Regions from separate parts of the Sus scrofa genome. Here region 1 is linked to region 2. Evidence: chromatin contacts called from public Hi-C data. All regions are on one chromosome and are shown on one strand. Each heading gives the region's core, a stretch centred on a gene start, on an enhancer-like site or on the middle of the called end of the contact. The rest is flanking DNA. Distances are from core to core; before and after follow the strand shown. Region 1 has its middle 46 kb from the start of CES5A. Region 2 overlaps GNAO1 (guanine nucleotide-binding protein G(o) subunit alpha).

Region 1 (2,700 bases), core at 170-2,669, 210 kb after region 2:
CCAATAATGCTTAACTATACCATTTGAGGACTGCAAACAGGAGAGCAATGATTGAAGGAATTTATCGGAGAAGCCAGTTTTATGAGGCTGGGGTTGGCTTGATGCCTTGGAGCTTCTATCTCAGTCTTTCCACGAGGCCTTCTACCAGACACAGGGCCAGTAACCCTGCCCTTGGCCTAAAATGTGGTCTGGCATAGGACTCCTGGGTATATCAGACTAGGGCACTGCTATTCTGGCAGTGGAAACAATACTTTCCAAAGGACATTGTGGCATTTAGAATCAAGTGTTGTCAAGATATCCTGATTTGCATGTCAGGAAAGTCAAGAGAGAAGCTATCTTTGTTCTTTCTTACCCAAGGAATAGATGATTTTTAAGGAGACTTTACTGCAACTGTGTTTCTAGTGCTTAAGTGAATTCAAAATGCTACTGTAAATTCCATTTATTATTTATACAGCTTCAGCTCCCTTGAGAAGGCCTTACAGGAAGGAAGGAGTGATCAGATCTATGCAGGGTGGGATGCTTAGGGGGGTGGATGATAGGGGAACAGGAGAGGGTCTGCTGTGTTCATGGTGGCAGATCAGGGGTCCAGATGAGTAATAGTGAATCCATATGGACAAATCTGGGAGAACTCCTAAGATCATCTGGACCTAGGATTTTTTTTTTTTTCTCTAACTTTCCTTGTCCTGTGAATCATGAGTCACTTGTTAAAAACATGGACGTTCAGATTCCCTCCCCTGGAGATTCTGTTTTAGTATCTCTGAAGTGGGATCCAAACCCCATGCCCTTAAGAAGGACCCCAGGTAATTCTGACAACTAGGCACAAGCAGAAAAGTGTTCTGTCAAGCTGCCTTGCTATATAGATGAAAAAATTTCAGCCCAAGGAGGGGTCTTGCCCCAGTTCTCAAAGCTGCAGTGAGTGCCAGAGTTAATCCAGACAAGATCTCTGAGACCTGAATAGCCCCATTCAGGATTGGTGATTTGTAGGCAGCCTGGGACTGACAGTGTAGTCTGTTGTTTCACCCATCTCTCCTTTTCCTATATTTGGCTGCTTGTTTTCTCTTTTTAAGAGCAGCAGAAGGCAGAGCTGGAGTCAGACAAAATCTGGTTTGAATCCTGCCTTTACTTCTGAGTTGCTGTGCACCCTTGGGCAAATTGTTTAACTTCTCTGAGCTAATGATATGGGCATTAAATCAGATAATGTACTCAATACTTCATTATTATTATCTAAAATGTGCCAGGCCCTATTCCAAGAACCAGAATAACCAGGATTAATGATTTTAAAAAAGACTATTATTAACCTGATTTTAAAATAAGAAAAGTGAAGAACAGAATTTAAATGACTTTGTTCAAAATCATGCATTTAACAAGTGAGGGGCAAAGGGAGACTTGAACTCAAGCAGTCTGTAGCTCTCCTTTTTTCCTTTGGAACAGGGCCTAGGTTGCCCTTATTCAGTGTGGCTTCAGCTACAAGTAAACATGAGTGCTTGAGTGCTTGACGAACTAAATTGAGATTTAAAGGCAGAATAAGAAATGCAGTTCAAGTATGGGCTGAGAGTGGGGCATGGGGCAGATAGAGAAGGGGACAAGAGGCCTTGGAGGAAAAAGGCCAGCACCCAGGGGAGGGGGAGCAGAGACTCTAGGACCTTTCCTTAGGAGATAAAGACTGATTTCAGCCCAAATAATTAGCATTGAAATGCACAGGAACCAGGAAGTTTCCCTGCATTGTTGCCTGCAATAAAGAAAAATCCAGACTGAACTGGCTGCTTCCATTAGAAGTGATGTAACAAGCCTGCTTTGGCCTAGTTTTCTTAAAGCTGGCAGCCCCCTGGCTCTCCCACACCCTTCTTTCTGAATCTGCAAGTGATGGCTACTGCCATCTAGTGGTCTGAATGGCACTGCACAGGCACAGGGAAAAAAAGGCTGCTTCTAGACCACATGGGTTTAGAAGGTGAGATGGCTCTGGCTTCCCTCCCCCAAATATAAGATCCTCTTATCTTGATAGGAAGTTTTATTCTGCTCAAAGTATGTCCTTTCATTTTACTTCCTTAGATCTTTCTTCTCAATTATCCAGGGAGGTAGGCAGGGGCCATTTTATGGGTGAAGCAACAAGTCCATACAGCAGAGAGGCCTTGCTTTGTCAGCTATTAATAGACCTAGGACTTCAACTCAAAGGTTCACAATACCAGTTTCTTGGGCCGGAAGTGACATATAGAAGCTCTCAGGCCCTTTGAAATCTTCTTGTACAAAGTAATGGGAATTGATTTATCCTGGAGGTCTCAGATACAGGGGTGGAGGGTGGGGGTCCCTTTGAGCTTAATGACTTATGATATTTTTCTCTGGAATCAGAGTCCTCAGGTGGGCTATCTGGACCTATACTGCTCATATGGGAAGGTTTAGGATAAAATAAATACTACCTCTCCAGCTCTGGATCCTAGTATAGTATCTTAGAATTTATCTAGTCCAGCTATCTTATATTAAACATGGGGAAACCAAGACTCAGGGGAGAGGGTGACTGGGCTGACATCAGAACCATGGTTAAAGACTTTTCCTCTCCAGCTGGTCTTTCTGTTTCACACACTTTGATGTAATAGCTGGTGCCTGGAGGCTGCACTGTTTTAGCCCAGAGTGAAAAAGCAGATGTTAGTGTCTTGCAAGTCATACTACAAAGACTACCAAGGAAGAGGGAGCCCCTTACATTTA
Region 2 (3,009 bases), core at 442-2,941:
ACAGATAAGGTCACAACCTCCCAACAAGCAAAATTATTTTAAATACCACACATAAAAAAGTCACTGATTACTCATGGTGTGGGTAAAATTATATTTGTGCTGTCTCAATGATCACTGTTTATTTCTCCTTATGGAAAGGTTCTGGATTGTCTGACACAGAACTCTCAAACACTAGTTCACAATCACATACATGAAGAAAAAAAAAAAAAACCTAGCAAGCTAGGTTCAAATGAAAGTTTTTATTAAGTAATAAGAATCAGGCTTTTAAAACGACAACCTAATCTGTGACATTTCTTAGTGGATGCAAGCTTCCCACTGCAATGTATATCAAACAAAAGAATTTCAAAGGTCAGTCTCCCTGCAATGTTTCTAGGCTGCTATGGGTGTTGATATTTTGTTTTAATGTTAAAACAAATTAATTACTAAGTATTATAGCTCCTTGCTTTTCTGGAAATGCTGATTTAAAAGGGACTGGAGATGTCTCAGTATCAATATTCTTCCTCCCAAGGCAACAGGCTGAGCTATTAAACCCCAGTTCTCATTAGGAAATTCCAGTCCTCACAGGGCATCACACACAGAGAACACCCTAATTTCATCTGCCCAGGTGATATAAAACAACATCCTGTTAAATCAACAGTATGGTCTGATAGGTTGGTCACCAATTATATGGCCCCAGCAAGTGCAAAACTACATTCTGTAAATGCCACCTAGATTTTCAGGGCCAGCCCCACCCACAGTACACTTTTCCTGACTCAAGTGACTCTCAGCCAAATGGCGATCTGGAAAATCACCTCTGCAAGGGAGAACTCAAAAGAATTTGTCACTAGGATACAATGATACCAATCCCACATTTTGTGGTTAATATAAGAAGTCTTGCATCCAACTTGGCACAAGGCCCTGATCTGATTTATTTCATGCCAAACTGGAGGGCTCACACAAAAAGCTGCCACTCATGAATGCTTCAGGAGGACAGGGTGGCAGGGTCCCTTGTGGCAAAATTTACATGGGCCAGAAATCTTCTGACTGACCTTTTCACAAACTTAGCCATTTCCTAAAGAGAATTGGTGTATCTTTAAAAACATAATAACAGTTTTACCTACAAAATCTCAATTTTGCCTGATATTTTTCTCCAAATAAGGCATCCTGTGGGGTCAGTAGAGGGGGAAGTTCAGGGCAAAGAGAAAAGTCTGAAACATCTAATGCTTGCGTTTTTTCCCTCCCTCCTCAGTGTAACCAAATGAGACGCATAAGACTTTTCCGGGGAAGTCTAAATACAGCCTTCTTTTAAGATTTCCTGCCCCAGTACATAATTAGGAATTTTCATTCTAAAATGGCACACCTACCTAACTCCTTGGAGAGCTTAGCTCTCCTTTGAATAAAATAGCCAAGGTACCCTTTGGGGGATTCAGTATATATTTTTAAACTTCTTATTAAATCAACCTAATTTATGAGGCTTGTTCAGGAAAAGCAGGTAAGGAGTTGCTTCGGCAGATGCAAAGTTAATTTCCAGACTTTAGCACACCCCCTCTTTCCCTCCCCGCCTCCGTCACCCGAGCACTTCCGAATGCCTCCGGCACCCTTCGAAAAGGTTCGGCTCTCTCCGCCAGGGCCGCGGCTCGGCTCCGAACAGTGCCGAGTCCCTCCGAGTCCCGCGCCCGGCCTGCGCCGAGCCGAGCCGAGCGTCAGCGAGCTGAGCCCCAACGACTTTTTCAACCTCGGCTGGGCGCTGTCCACCACTCGCAACGCCTGAAACCTCACCCAGCGCCGGTGGCTTGGGCTTCCACCAGGCTCCAAGCCGGCCACTGTAGATTACAGAGTTCTGAAGTTTTGAAACGACCCCCTTTGGGGGAGAAGGGGTGGCGCTGCTTGCATTTACAGGGCTTCAGGCAGATACAACATGCACCTTGTGGCAAAGAGCAATTCCCCAGGCCCCACCTCCCCATCCATTTAGGATGCACAAGCTCCAGAGAAGCCCCAGGCCAAATTACCGTTGGCTCAGAGGGGTGCGGCAAGCCGAGGGGCCTATGCAAAGAAAGCCCCAGGGAGCTCTCGAACAAAAATAAGAACATGTCAAGCAGACGGGAGAAATTGTCTCCGAGTCTCTACTCCCTACCATCATGGCGCCGCCTAGAACCCGCTTGTCATGCCTGTTACACATGCAAGATTTTTTTGCATCTTGGTTTTGAAACCGCAACATGCTCCGTTCCCACCCACCTTTCCTTGAAAGGGTTTTTATTTTCCATTGTTTTCCTACGGGTTGCAATTACTTCGGCTATTCTGTCAAATTGAAAAAATAATCATTTTTGTTTACTGCACAGCAACCCCTAATTAGGGGCCGTGTGTGCACGAAGGTGTCACAGCAAAGCGACATGGAATCCTCGCTAAACGGTCCTAACGAACTCCTCCGTGACAAGCCAACGGAAGCAGCAGAGCTAGAAGGCCCAAGGGCACGCACCTTTTTCCTAAGGCCTCCCCCTCCCCAAGCAAAGCTGCCTGTGGGCTCACCAGCAACTGCTAATCAGGAGTGGATGGGGCAAGAAGCTTGAGAGTAGGAAGGAGGGGCGAGGCTCCTTATTGAGAAAGTGTGGCAGAGAAGGAATATCCCATTTTGTTAATTTTCAACCATCACTCAAATCCACCCCCACCTAATTAGGAGGGGAAACTGATATCTAAGGCAGAGGGGGTGGCAGGCAAGTGGGGCAAGTGGGGCCTGAAATCCGCATTGTGGGTAGATTATATGGAACATAGCCTATGCAGAGTGTAAATAAATACACTGATAAAGGCCACAGAATGAACAAAAACTGCCAGTGTCAGGAGAGCAAACGCTGGGAGGGTGGGGGGGGGGAAGTGGCGAAGCAGCAAGCGACAGGCATTCAACCTCACAACCAGAGTCCTCCTTCCAATTCTACCTTGGATACAGCTGTGCCAGTTACAACCATTTGGAAACCCACCCCCTCCCCTACCAAAAGCCCCTTCCCCTAACCTTCCTCCTATTTGGGAGGCAGGGGG

What was found. Hi-C and Micro-C count contacts between places; a contact is called where the count stands out from the background.
Region 1: a contact with region 2 is called in a Hi-C map of brain, with 10 times the contacts expected there. The contact joins two enhancer-like sites. A contact is called at or near these places in 1 of 5 promoter capture datasets (fetal liver) and 1 of 47 Hi-C or Micro-C datasets (brain).

Annotation. Positions count from the first base shown.
Region 1 is chr6:29,795,037-29,797,736 of Sscrofa11.1, forward strand. No RefSeq gene overlaps it. Among named protein-coding and RNA genes, the nearest start is that of CES5A, 46 kb to the right of the region's middle. Within about 2 kb of position 1,420, at least 8 of the 83 cell types and tissues checked have an H3K27ac peak or open chromatin away from gene starts, as enhancers often do. A contact at or near this core is called in brain, where this site is marked.
Region 2 is chr6:29,587,865-29,590,873 of Sscrofa11.1, forward strand. All of the region lies in intron 2 of GNAO1 (guanine nucleotide-binding protein G(o) subunit alpha), which reads right to left. Among named protein-coding and RNA genes, the nearest start is that of GNAO1, 3.5 kb to the right of the region's middle. Within about 2 kb of position 1,692, at least 25 of the 83 cell types and tissues checked have an H3K27ac peak or open chromatin away from gene starts, as enhancers often do. A contact at or near this core is called in brain, where this site is marked.